Regions from separate parts of the Sus scrofa genome. Here region 2 is linked to region 1. Evidence: chromatin contacts called from public Hi-C data. All regions are on one chromosome and are shown on one strand. The core of a region is the stretch at or near the end of the contact, and the rest is flanking DNA. Distances in the headings are between cores, read along the strand shown.

Region 1 (6,176 bases), core at 138-2,637:
CTACCATGACACCTGATGTGGGTGTTTGTATCTCCTGTGATAGTCAGAAATAAACTCCCTGGAGTGGGTCTCTCGAGAACTGGCAGCTCCTGTTTCTTGCCACTAGGGCACTGAATTAGGGGCAAGGATAGGGCTGACTTCTCTGCCATAGCAATTGCCCAGGTCCTGAGGCAATATCTGAATAAACTCTAGGCTCTTTTTACTTAGCCCCATGGGGGGGGGGGGAGAAGAGGAATTAGACCCAATCCTTTTAACATAGCATGTTAAAAACATAAAAACAGACAGGACTCAACAGTGTCTGATTCCAGGGAATTCTTGGCTAGAAGATGTCTTGGTTTCAGATTTAAATGAGTTTTTTCCTGAGGGAGCAGCAGGTTGCTTTGCTCACTTAAACAGCATTGTTACAAACAAGCAAGAGCAGAGTCAAAATTTCCAACTAAACTCTGGTTAATAGGAACATAAGGACTGATGCTGGGCTTTAGAGTTTTACATTTCTTGAGCCTGGCAGCTGTATTTTCCCTCTTTCCACTAAATGCTATAGTTTAGGGTTTAGGGAATTATGCAAAACACACTTGCAGCATCAGAGCTTAAATGGGGTAAGATCCTTGCCCAGAGGTATTTGCTGATGATGGAGGAAAAAGTCTCTTGAAAATGATCCAGCTGCAGGAGACTGAGCAAAGGGTCCCCAGCCTTCTTAGTTCCAGGCCTATTATTTTTCTTAAAATAACTTGGAGAATTAAGTGCAAAAACATGCCAATGTCACATTTGCTGTGTGCATTTAGTAATAAAAAACATGTGCAATGCAAAGGCGTGTTTATTCAACTAGCAATTGCACTGCAAAACTATCAACAGCTCACAGCCCAACCTGCCTTCCAAAATACGACCGTGATGCATTTAAAATGTGCAACTGCAACGGAGGTGCCCACAAAGTACCTTATTCGAATTTGCATATTTGTGTACAAGGACACAAACAGTTTATATAGGGCTTTAGTTCGTTTTAAATGCTAAACAGGCCCCCATGATTTGCTTTGCTTAAAATGCACACTCAAACTTTATTAAAAACATGTTTCAAAAAAAGTTTCATAAAGCTAGCCACCAGCGAGGCTCGCTGGAGGGGTGGAAAATGGATCGTGTATCTTTAACCCGCAGAAGTTAAAAGGTTTTCTTTTTTTGTTAGCTAACAATGGAAACTTTTTTTTTTTTTAAGTGTTTCCCTCCCTCGGTCTTGCCAAGCAATAGAAAAAAAAAAAAAAAAAAAAAAGAAAAGAAAAACTTGTTCCGCTGAGTTCAACCCCAGACAGGCTCACAACTTCCTTCCTGCTTTCCTCCCCCAAGCCCCCGCCTTTCTCCCTCCTCCCTCCTCTCCCCCACCCCCCAACTTTTTTTTTTTTTTTTTTTTTTTAATCGCACATTGAACAAACACTGAAGTGGCCTGGAGCAGACACTGACAGGGGTAGTATCTCCGCGGCTCAGAAGGGCGTGCAGGGCCGGCCGGCGTCGCCACCGCCCGGATCTCCGGCCCCTACCGAGGAGCTTTCCGCCTTCTTTTCCACTCCTATTTTTTTGGTCTTCCAAAAGAAGTCAGGAAACCATTTCTGAGCTTTTTGAACTTTTAAAGCCATCTTTTTCCTACGCGGTCTGCGTCCCTGGGCCATGTAGTCTGCACAGGACCCGGGAATCTGAGAAATTGCAGGTAAGTTTGGCGGCTTTTTAAATGGCCCTCGCCTCCGAACGCGGTTTCCCCTCACTCTCTGCTCGGGAGAGAATCTGAGGGTTCCGGGTTCTGAAAAAGCGCAGAGAAGTGGGCCGGGGAGACGGGCAAAGAGGTTTTGACTGGGGACGGTGGCGTGGAGTAGGGGTGTGAGCACAGGAGCCAGAGACAAGTTTTCGGCGTTTCTCCTGCTCGCCTTCCGGGCCACTGACTTCCCGCCGCCTCCCCGGCGCGCTGCAGGCGTCCCCCGGCTCCGGCCGCCGGGCGAGGCTGCCCAGGATGCGGAGAAGCCTTGTACTCGGCTGCGCCGCCCAGGGGCTTAGAGCCGGGCCCCGGGAGGTTTGCAGAGCCTGGGCCCCCGAAGGCTGCAGCCGCGCACATCGCAGAGTCCCTCGGAGGGGGCGCGGGTCCCGGTGCCCGCAGAGGCAGTAGCGTCCTCCCGCACAGGGCGTGCGGAGCGCGGACTCCCGGTACCGGCGCGCGCGCACAGGCGCGCGCACACACTCACACACTCACTCACACACACACACACACACACACACACACGCCCCTCCATGGGGGGCGACGGCAGGGGGCGGCGAGTATTGGTTCCGGTACAGGGGACGCGCAGCGTCTCGGCCCCGAGCGCGCGCAGGCGCGCCCACACACAAAACACACTTGTTTGGGGACTGGCGACAAGGCCAGTGCTGGAAAAGGCCTTGGCTGCTGCCCCACCGCTCGCCCAGGCCGTCGTAGGCCTAGGGAAACAGCCCCAAGGCCAGGGTCAGGAAGGTAAACGGCAGGCCACGCAGAGGTTCCCCTCCAAGACCCGGGCGCAGGCAGCGGCCGGGGAAGGCAGGTCCCGCTCAGGTTTCCTCTGAGTCGGTCCTTGTTGGCCAGAGAGAGTGGAGCGGGGAGATCCCGAAGCCCAGGGGCGGGGGCTGCCCTGTTATACCTGATTGAACCAGGGTTTGCAAAGCCGAGGAGACCCAGTGGTGGTGAAGGGGGGAGTCCTCACTCTCAGAGAGGTCGCAAGAGCCGCGCTCCGCACGCAGCCCGCGTAGGAATTAAGTAGTTGTACGGCATCCTCCGCCGGTGCTCTTGGCTCTGGAGACGAATCTTAGAATTTGGAATCTGAAGAGACCTCCAGGCGCATCACAGCCTGGGGCGAGGGGTGGGAACGCACTCGGGAAACGCACACCCGCAACCGCGCTAGCGCCGGAGGCCGCGGAGTTGTGTCTTCGCCTGGCGGCATAGCCCCTAGAAGTGAGACGTCCAGTGGCACCCGCTTCCGGACAGATGGGGGTTCCGCGGGCCGGGGCCGTCCTAGTTCCCAAGCCGTTCCCCACCACCCGCCCTCTGGGGTCCTGACTTTTCTCCTTGTGTCTCCGCAGCGGCGCTGTTGTTTATGGAGCTCTGGGCGGGGGCTGAGCCTGCGGTCTTGCCCCCCGCCCGCTGCCCGGGCCATGCCACCCCATCTGCGCGCGGAGCCGCGGCCGCGGGGCCTCCAGGGCTGAGCCGAGAGCTGCGGGAGGAGGAGACGCCGGCGGCGGAGCCGGAACGGGAGCGGCGGCGGCGGGCAGCGCGGCGGACCCAGTACTATGGCTATGTACTGCTATGCACTCAACAGCCTGGTGATCATGAATAGCGCCAACCAGGTGAAGAGCGGCGGCGGCCCTCGGCCCAGCAGCAGCGAGACGCCCCCGCCGCCGCCGCCGCCGGGAAGGGCCGTGTTGAGCCCAGGCAGCGTTTTCAGCCCCGGGAGCGGCTCCTCTTTCTTGTTCCCCCCAGCCGAGTCCTTGTCGCCGGAGGAGCCCGGGAGCCCCCCGGGCTGGCGGAGTGGCCGGCGCAGGCTGAATAGTGGTAGTGGCAGCGGCAGCGGCAGTGGCAGCGGCAGCGGCAGCAGCGTGGGCAGCCCGAGTTGGGCGGGTCGCCTGAGAGGGGACGAGCAGCAGGTGGTGACCACCCGTGGTACCCTCTCCCCTCCCGGGCCAGAGGAGGCCAAGAGGAAGCTGCGAATCCTGCAGCGTGAGCTGCAAAACGTGCAGGTGAACCAGAAAGTGGGCATGTTCGAGGCGCACATCCAGGCGCAGAGCTCCGCCACTCAAGCGCCCCGCAGCCCGCGTTTGGGCAGGGCTCGTTCGCCCTCCCCGTGCCCTTTCCGCAGCGTCAGTCAGCCCCCAGGAAGGGTCCTGGCACAAAGCGAGGAACGGAGGACAAAGTCCTGGGGGGATCAGTGTACGGAGACTTCAGAGGCCGACTCTGGGAGAGGAGGAGGGGCGCCCAGCCTATGCCTCTCGAAGGACAAAGATGGACCGGCATCTTTCCCCAGCCCCGCTGCCCCGTCAGGATCAGGGGCTCAGGGTCCAGGCGCTTCGGTGAGGATGGAGAAGGGGGTCCCTGCCAGACCCCACTGTGGCTCACCCATTGCCATGGAAGTTGACAAGAGGGTATCTCCTCCTTTGGGAATTCACAGCTGCCAAGCTCCCTCATTGGGGCTGGTGGGAGTGAACTTGGCAGTGGCTACAGAAGTTGCAGGGAGAGCCACAGCCATGGGACCACACCACCCACACGATCTGCCCTCATGGAACCGTCTGAGGGGGCCCTTGAGCATAGGGGTGTGTTCCCCCCAGAGGCCCTGGCCAAGAGGCAGGGGCAGTCTCTGGGCAGTGAGACCAGCCCAGCCCCAGAGAGGGGCGGGCGCCACAATGGAGAGCCCCCAGGAAAGGTGGGGAAAGGAGATCTGCCCGGTGGTATGCCTGGCTCCGGGGTGCCGGCAGCGGCCGAAAGGCCAGTGGAGAGGACTGTGAATGCACAGAGCCCACTGGAGCCCCCTGAGGCCCCCAGCTGGTTCAGGCAGCCAGGAGGCTTGGGCTCGGTAGGCTCCGAGGGGACCCTGAGTGGAGCCCTAGTGGCTGAGGAGCCACGGCCACTGTCCAGCAGAGTGGATGAAGGGTCTCCGGCACTGGGCTTGCTTGGGGGTAGCCGCTCAGTGCAGCTGGGGCCCCGGGAGGCCAAGGCGGGGATTCTCTCTGGCAGAACGCTGGCACCTTTGCCCTGTTGGGAAGCAGCAAAAGATCTGAAAGAACCTCAGTGCCTTCTTGGCGATGGGATGGGTGTGCACCCCGGGAGCCCTAGGCTTTGTCTGGGCCCCATGGAAGAAGCAGGTCTGGCCTGGACGTGTGGCACAGGGGTGCGATCCGAGGGGACTTGGGGAAGCCAGCCGCAGGACAGAGCAGCTCACCCCAGCCTGGAGCGGCTCTCCCCAGATCAGGACGCCCGGCCTGTCCGGGGAGAGGCCTGCAGCCGAAGCACCATACCTGCCGTCATCATTACAGACACTGGTGCCCAGGAGGACGGGGCTTTGGAGGAGGCGCAGAGAAGCCCCGGGGGCAGCCTGCCGCTCAGGAAGCTGTCCTCTTCCTCTGCCTCCTCCACTGGCTTCTCCTCCTATGAGGACTCGGAGGAGGACATCTCCAGTGACCCCGAGCGCTGCCTGGACCCCAACTCTCCCTTCCTGCATACTCTGGACCAGCAGAAGCCCCGAGTGGTAAGTCTCGCCTTGAGGTTTTTCTAGAATGTGTGCTGCTTGCCTACCCAGGTGTCCTATTCTTTTGCTTCATACTGAGTCAGGAAGACTCTGACCAGGGCCTTAGGGCAGGCACAACTTATAATTCTCTCCAGCTGTGTTTGCTGGGGAGGTGCCTGTGCTCTGGCCACGCGCTTTGGAGCTTGGACCCTGAATTGGAGTCCTTCTGTTATTATTTCCATGTACATCTTAAAGGCCATTGTTTAAAGGGCCCTCTGGTAAGTCACCACTGACTTCTTCGGAAGATGATGTTCCTGAGCGTTACCAGCATCTTCCTGATTCATCTCCAAAGATAGTGAACAGAGCTGCTGAGTGTGGCTTTTGTCTGATCAGGTGAAACACTTAATGCCGTGATTCATTTAGGCAGAGGAAAACCGGACAAGGACACCATTGAATTAACTCAGCCTCTATGAGTGATAGGCCAGGAAAGCAAGTGGATGTGATTCTGTAACAGGGCCCTGAAATCGTAGATGTGCTTGTGGCGGGTTTATTGAATGAAGAACCACCTGGCCTCGGTAAGTTGTCAGAACATTGCAATATCTGTGGGGCCAGCATATTTAAGATACAGTTTGATGTGTGCATTAAAATGAAAACCATGCTTTGAGCTAAACAGGCGGTTTCTTTGGTAATAGAATATTAGGTTGAATTCCCTGAGATAAGTGTCTGGGTATTCTCCCTGGGGTAGACACCGCTAATGGATACATTTTGGGGGGCTGGTGCAGGTACCTTTTCAAGTGCATCTGTTGTGAATCAGCGCCCTGCTGACTTGCTCTGGCTGTGGCAGGAGGCAGGGGTTTATTTCTGTATGCAGTTAATCTCAGTCCTGGCTCTTGGCACACCTACGGGGATCAGAGTATCTTACAGAAGACCTAAGAGTTGAAGCTAGCATTTCTGAAA
Region 2 (6,614 bases), core at 1,461-3,960, 49 kb before region 1:
CTGCTGAGCCACGACGGGAACTCCCTATGATACTTGTCTTAAAATGAACCAGTAGACATTAAATATTCTCCTGAGTTCGGGGGGCCATTCCAGCAGGGAGAAAATGGAAGGAGAAAAGCGTTGCCAGCTCCAAGCGCTGTTGAAATCCACTTGGCCAAAATCCCTGAGGTCTGGAGACCCAGGGGTCAGGCTTTGCCGCTCGAGACTCCTGCCCGCTGGCCACCCTCCCTCTCCAGAGTCATCTCCTTTTTCTTGAAGGGTAATGGAGGGTTTGCTGCTGAGGAGTTTGGGCAGCTGTTTCGGGCATTTAGATGTGGGCGAACACCTTCCCTCATTTCACACTCTCCCTGCCCCTTTCAGTTCGAGCTGGCAGTGTGTCTGCAGATCTTCCACCCTCAAAAGTCTGGTGCATTACCCCAGGATTCACACCCAGAAACAAGAGGCTCCACCACAGACCTTTCCTGAGCTCCCTTCTCTATTCTTGGCTTCAGCTCAGATGGCACACGGATGACATTAGGCTAAGTGACATAGTCCCGTGTCCGGTGCCTCCAGCGCCAGCAATCGGCTCTCCAGCCACACCCTTGGCCTTCTCTTCAGGGTCAGCTTTCCAGACAGTGAGTCTCCCCATGAGCCTCTTTTGCAATCTGAATAGGTCGAGAGTTTCCCAAATCATCGAGTCTCCCTTCTTTTTTCCTTAGCGATTCTTCCCTCAACTCACCTGTTACCTCTGGGATTTCCCGATAAACGGCAAGAAGAAACCAGGCTGCAGCTTCTGCACTTTGCTTGGCCTCCGCCACAGCCACAGTCACAGCAACACAGGATCCGAGCCATGCCTCTGACCTACACCACAGCTCACGGCAACGCGGGATCCTTAACCCACTGAGCGAGGCTAGGGATGGAACCCTCATCCTCACGGATACTAGTTGGGCTCTTTACCGCTGAGCCACGGTGGGAACTTCCTGAAGGTGCTTTTTAGATGCGATACCATCTAAACCAGTAGAACCTGAGTGAAGCAGATCACCCTCCATTATGTGAGCAGGGCCTCATTCAATCAGCTGAAGTCTTCATGGGAGCAGACTGGCCTCCCTGGAAGAAGAGGCATTCTGCCAGCAAAAGGCCCTTTGGACTCAAACGGCAACTCTCTCCTGGGTCTCCAGCCTGCCGACCTACCCTGCAGATTTTGGATTCGCCAGCCTCCACAGCTGCATGAGCCTAATTTCCTTAAAAATCTCCATGTTATTTTATACCCACCCCCCCCACGCCCCCACATCCTATTAGTTCTCTTTCTCTGAAGAACCTAATACCTCATACGAGGCAGCATTCACTTTCTAAGAATCAGGGCTTAGATGCCTTTTTTTTTTTTTTTCCCTTTTATTTTAGGGCCGCACCAGGCTTGTGTCGCTTAGCCCATTGTCTTCCAGGTCCATCCATGCTGTAGCAGCACGGGAACTTCCTGAAGGCACTTCCATTCAGAATGCAATCCCTTGTAAAGCTGAATGATATTCCACCATATGAATGATATTCCACCATATGGATACATTGTATCTATGCATTCATCAAAGGACACTTTCAGTTGCTTTTACGGCTTGGGGATGCTGAATAATGCTGCTGAGAACATGGGGGGAGAAATATCTCTTTGAGACCCAGCTTTCAGTTCTTTGGGGTGTGTATCTAGAAGTGGAATTGCTGGATCATATGATACCTCTATGTTCAGTTCTTTTGAGGAGCTACCGTGTTGTTTTCCACAATGTCTGCACCGTTTCACATCCCCGTGACCATTGCTCAAGAGTCCCAATCTCTCCATCCTTTCCAAGACACTTTATCTTCTCTCTCTCTTTTGGCCTGTCTTTCTTTTATAGTAATGGGTGTGAGGTGTTGTGTACTTTTACTTTTCAATCTTTTATTTAAAGCCTGTTGTCTCTAAAAAAAAAAAGTTTGTTTTGTCTTTTTATGGTCACATCTGCAGTACATGGAAGGTCCCAGGCTAGGGGTCGAATCAGAGCTGAACTGCTGGCCTATGCCACCAGGCACACCTGGTCCTTAACCCACCGAGTGAGGCCGGGGATCGAACCCAAATCCTCATGGATAAGAGTTGGGTTCTTAACCCATTGAGCCACAACCGGAACGCCCAGTAGTAGTAGCCTTTTCTTTTCTTTATTTATTTGTATTTTAGCCTTTTCTAGGGCCACTCTCGCAGCATATGGAGGTTTCCAGGCTAGGGGTCTAATCGGAGCTGTAGCCACCGGCGTAAGCCAGAGCCACAGTAATGTGGGATCCGAGCCGTGTCTGCAACCTACACCACAGCTCGCGGCAACGCCAGATCCTTAACCCACCAAGCAAGGCCAGGGATCGAACCCGCAACCTCATGGCTGCTAGTTGGATTCGTTAACTATTGAGCCACGATGGGAACTCCAGTAGTAGTAGCCTCAATCTCAATGAGAAAAAATGAAAATAGTCTCAATTCTGATGATGATGGAAGGTACTTGTTATTCAAACAGTACACATTACAGCAAGGCATCCTGCAATCACAGGGATGTTAGCAAATGCAGGCAGCGCGATTCTTCCTCTATCCGGAAGCAGGGATCTTAGGGAGGTGGTGTTTCCATGGCTGTGTCCCCCCCTTGAGGCTCAGCCTTCAGCCCTGTGGGTCTGGCCCTTAAGCGGGGCTGGGAAGCAGCTTCTCTCCACTGGAGGGCGTCAGCCTCCTTTGTTCGGATCATTCTTTGGTGATCCAGGGAGGCCTCCATTCTTTTCCCTTGGGCTGGGCCACCGGCCTCTATTTTTAAGCGCTCTATGTTGGCCTTGGGCATTCAGGCCTGGAGACCCCACTGCCCAAGAAACAGCATATTCTTTCCAAGACCTTGGCCGAGACCACCCCCCACCCCACACCCCCACTCCCCAGTCAAGTTCCTGCCAGAAAGCCGGCTGTGAGGGCTGGGTAAGGCAGGTCACGTTTCACAGAGCGCTCAAGGGCTTTGGGGGACAGGGGCAGGGAGGTGAGGGGGAGAAAGAATGCCTCGGTCTCCTCATATGTTAAGTTCTCAAAACTAAAGTGAAATTTTAAAAGAAAAATGCATTTATCTACTTTACCCTTCCTCTAGGGTACTTCCTAAAAAATTGAAAACTGCGGGGAGCCCCAGGAAGCCATCCCCTCTGCTTCCTCCCTGGACTTTGTGACTTCCTGGCAGCAGGTGGACATTGTAAACTTTAAGAGTCACCAGTTGAGGAGTTCCTATCGTGGCCCCGCAGAAACGAATCTGACTAGTATCCATGAGGATGCGGGTTCCATCCCTGGCCTGGCTCAGTGGGTCAGTGATCCGGCATTGCCGTGAGCTGTGGTGTAGGTCACAGATGCCATTGCTGTGGCTCTGGCTGTGGTGTAGGCTGTAGCTCAGATTTGACCCCTAGCCTGCGAACTTCCATACGGCAAGGGTGCGGCCCTAAAAAGAAAAAAAAAAGGCAAAAAAAAATAAAGTCACCAGTTAAAAGAGCAGACACCCAGGCCCCACCCTCAGACGTTCCAGCTCAGTAGGTGCAGGGTGTGGCCCAAGAACCTACTTTTTTGGCAAACACCTTATTTGATTCTCAGGCAGAGGATCCTCAAACCACACTTTGAGAACCTTTCCACAGGACAAGGTCCTCTGACGGCAAACACTTGATCTGAGGGTTCTAGGGAAGTGTTATATCCCAAGTGGGAACCGTCGGTGCAGGAATTCCACGCTAATATCTTAATTAATAAAACTAATAAATTCCATGTTCCATTTTAATATCTTAGCTGGAGACCAAGTTCTCTTGGAGAACCCCAAGCCCCTTGGGCAGCCCCCACCTCAGTTCTAACCCCTGCTATGCATGACCTGCCCCCACCACCACTTACTGCTGTTGATCTATGACCCCCCTGGGCCAGGCAGCCTGAATAAATTGCTTTCATTTATTTCATAGCTCTTGCAAGAAACTTTCCCTCTTGGGATAGAAGCCCCCAGTGACCATCTGGCTATGCCTTTTCCTCCCTAATATAGGAGCATCTTTCAACACCAACTCCAAACACACACACACACACACACACGCTGCAGCTCTAAACAGCTGTGACTATTCTGTAAGCACAGCCCAGCAGCCAGACTATAGCTAATTTTTAGGTTTGTCCCTGATGCCTTCTGCTCTGATGGTACTTGGTAAAAGTTGGCATCAACAAGTTTGAGAATCAGTCACCACCCTACCCATGTCTGGGAGAACCGGATTAGGACTGCTGAACAAAAATCCACTTTGGAGAGCTTGTTGAGCAACAAGTGATTGGGAGGGGGACTCTGGCACCTCTTAGTCTGACAGAAGTGGTGTCTTTAGGAGTTCCCTTTGTGGCTCAGTGGTAACAAACCCCATTAGTATCCATGAAGATTAGGGTTCAAGCCCTGGCCTCAATCAGTAGCTTAAGGATCTGACTTCGCAGGGAGCTTTGGTGTAGGATCCAGATGTGGCTCCGATCCGGCATTGCTGTGGCTGTGGTGTAGGCCAGCAGCTGCATCTCCGATTTAACCCCTAGCCTGGAAACTTCCATATGCCTCAGGTGTGGCCCTAAAAAGCAAACAAACAAACAAAATGGTGTCTTTAGGACATAGCAGCACAATGTACCACATCTTTAGGACACATAAGAAGGAACACACCCCCCACACACACACAATGCCTGATTTCCCATTGCCAGCTACTCCAGGCTCCCAGTTTTCAGCACATCCTTGCTTGAATCTCATACTGATTCCTAAGCCTCTGGGTAGTAGTCCTCGGCTGCCTGCACCAGGCATGGTTTTGAGATCTGAGACTAAATCTGTCACCGGTTTGTCATTACCCAGTTCTGAGCCCCCATGTGACTCCAACATCCGAGACAGCCTCTAGGAAGACTGCTCCTGGGCCTGCCTCTGGGAGGCTACCCCACTCCCTCCCCATCGAGCATCTGCTCATAGACACAAATGGAAGCCAACAAAAACAGCTAGCTGGCAGCACAGAGAGGTTCTGAGTCGTGGGGAAGGGGGATCACAAGGCAGCCTGGCCCTAAAGAAGGTGGGTCACTGTGGCTCAGTGGCTGGGACACGAGGAGGCTCCCAAGAGACAAATGCATGAAGCCATTACTTATAATGAGAGATAAGATCAGATACTTATATCATCTCAACCGGCTCATCAGGCAATGGGAGGCCTCTCTTGGGTGGGTATGGCTGAGAGCAAGCATGGTGGGAAAGGTAATTCCAGGGTACATGACAGAGGGTCTCTGCTTGCCTCAGTCAGAGTGGCTCTTCCTTCCATGACTCCACCAGTTATTATTCTGGAGCTTGCTCTGACTGGTCAGTGCCTCTGCCACATCTGTTAAGTGTTTCGAACATCACCCTTAACAACAGGTGCGTGTACATCTGCTGGAAGAGTCAGAGTTTCTAGGAGCCTGACAGGCAAACCCTCCCCTGGACAGACTATAAGCCCATCATTAGACTTCATGAGGGTCTACTTGGTTAATTTAACATCTAGCACATAGTAGGTGCTCAATGGCACGTGATAGGTGCTTATGATATTGCATTCAGTCAACCAATGGTGCCTGGCTGGGCTCTGCCACCTTTGCCCCCAGGCTTCCCTTTTCTGGTTTATTACTCTCCCAATTGTGACATTCTTTCTAAGCCTACACCAGGCTGTCCTGGGAGGCAAAGTGTCTTTCAGGTGACCTTGCTGACTCAACGACCAGTATTTTACTGAGCACCTACTAGATGCCAGGTTTGGGGGATACAGCAGTGAGTAAAATAGTCGTGGTTCCTGCTCTCCCGGAGTCAAGCCAGAAGAACAAGTCAGGCATTAAACACATGAGATGAGTAGTATGGATGGTGAAGGACCAGGTTATGGGAGCACATGGCAGAGGAGGGCGGTCTTTTAAAGAAAATGCTGTTTCAGCTGAGATTTGAAGAGTTCATTGGGTGAGAGGATGGGCGCAGGAGAGGTAAGATAAGGAATAATTCAGGCAGAGCTCACAGCATTTATGGAGACTTAGGCATGGGACAGGATGAGCTGTGACACAGCAGCAGGAGAGGAACTGCAGAGGCGGGCTGCAGGCACTTTGAGAATTTGGGGTGAGGTGGCCGGACAAATGCATCCTGCAGACCTCCAGGTCCATGGAGCACAATGGACCAAAAGCTCCAATCTCCACACTCTAAAATCTAGGGAGGTGCCCGGTGATCTAGTGGTTAAGATGTGGTGCTTTCACTGCTCTTTCCCCTCTGCTAGGACATGGACAGATGAATAATGGCCCCCCGGAGTTGTCTGTATCCTAATCCCCTGAACCTGCGACCATGTCACCTGAGGTGCTAAAAAGGCTCTTGCAGATGTCATTATATCAGGACCTTGCATAGGGAAACTGTCCTGGATTATGATCTGCGTGGGACCAGTGTAAACACTGGGGTCCTTAAAAGAGGGCCAAGGAGAAGCAGGGAGCAGTAGGAGATGCAACAACAACAGCAAGAAGTTGGAGTGACGCAAGGAAGGGACCAATCTCCAGATGCAGGCGATCTCTAGAAGCGGGAAAAGATAAAAAAATGGTCTCTTCTAGAGACTTCAGAAGAATTACCAGACCTTGATTTTACCCTAATGATATT

The links. Hi-C and Micro-C count contacts between places; a contact is called where the count stands out from the background.
Region 2: a Hi-C map of skeletal muscle shows a contact between it and region 1, with 3 times the contacts expected there. The contact joins the enhancer-like site here to the promoter of ITPKB in region 1. A contact is called at or near these places in 4 of 5 promoter capture datasets (fetal liver, fetal skeletal muscle, liver and 1 more), 18 of 47 Hi-C or Micro-C datasets (alveolar macrophages, blood, embryonic fibroblasts and 10 more) and 2 of 2 datasets of contacts at active chromatin or transcription factors (alveolar macrophages and skeletal muscle).

The regions. Positions count from the first base shown.
Region 1 is chr10:14,464,797-14,470,972 of Sscrofa11.1, reverse strand. It overlaps ITPKB (inositol-trisphosphate 3-kinase B), which reads left to right and starts at 1,387. Exons shown (of 10, transcript XM_021064414.1): 1 at 1,387-1,693; 2 at 3,085-4,264; 3 at 4,267-5,240. The coding sequence starts at 3,292.
Region 2 is chr10:14,514,362-14,520,975 of Sscrofa11.1, reverse strand. No RefSeq gene overlaps it. Among named protein-coding and RNA genes, the nearest start is that of PSEN2, 27 kb to the left of the region's middle. Within about 2 kb of position 2,710, at least 17 of the 83 cell types and tissues checked have an H3K27ac peak or open chromatin away from gene starts, as enhancers often do. A contact at or near this core is called in skeletal muscle and subcutaneous adipose tissue, where this site is marked.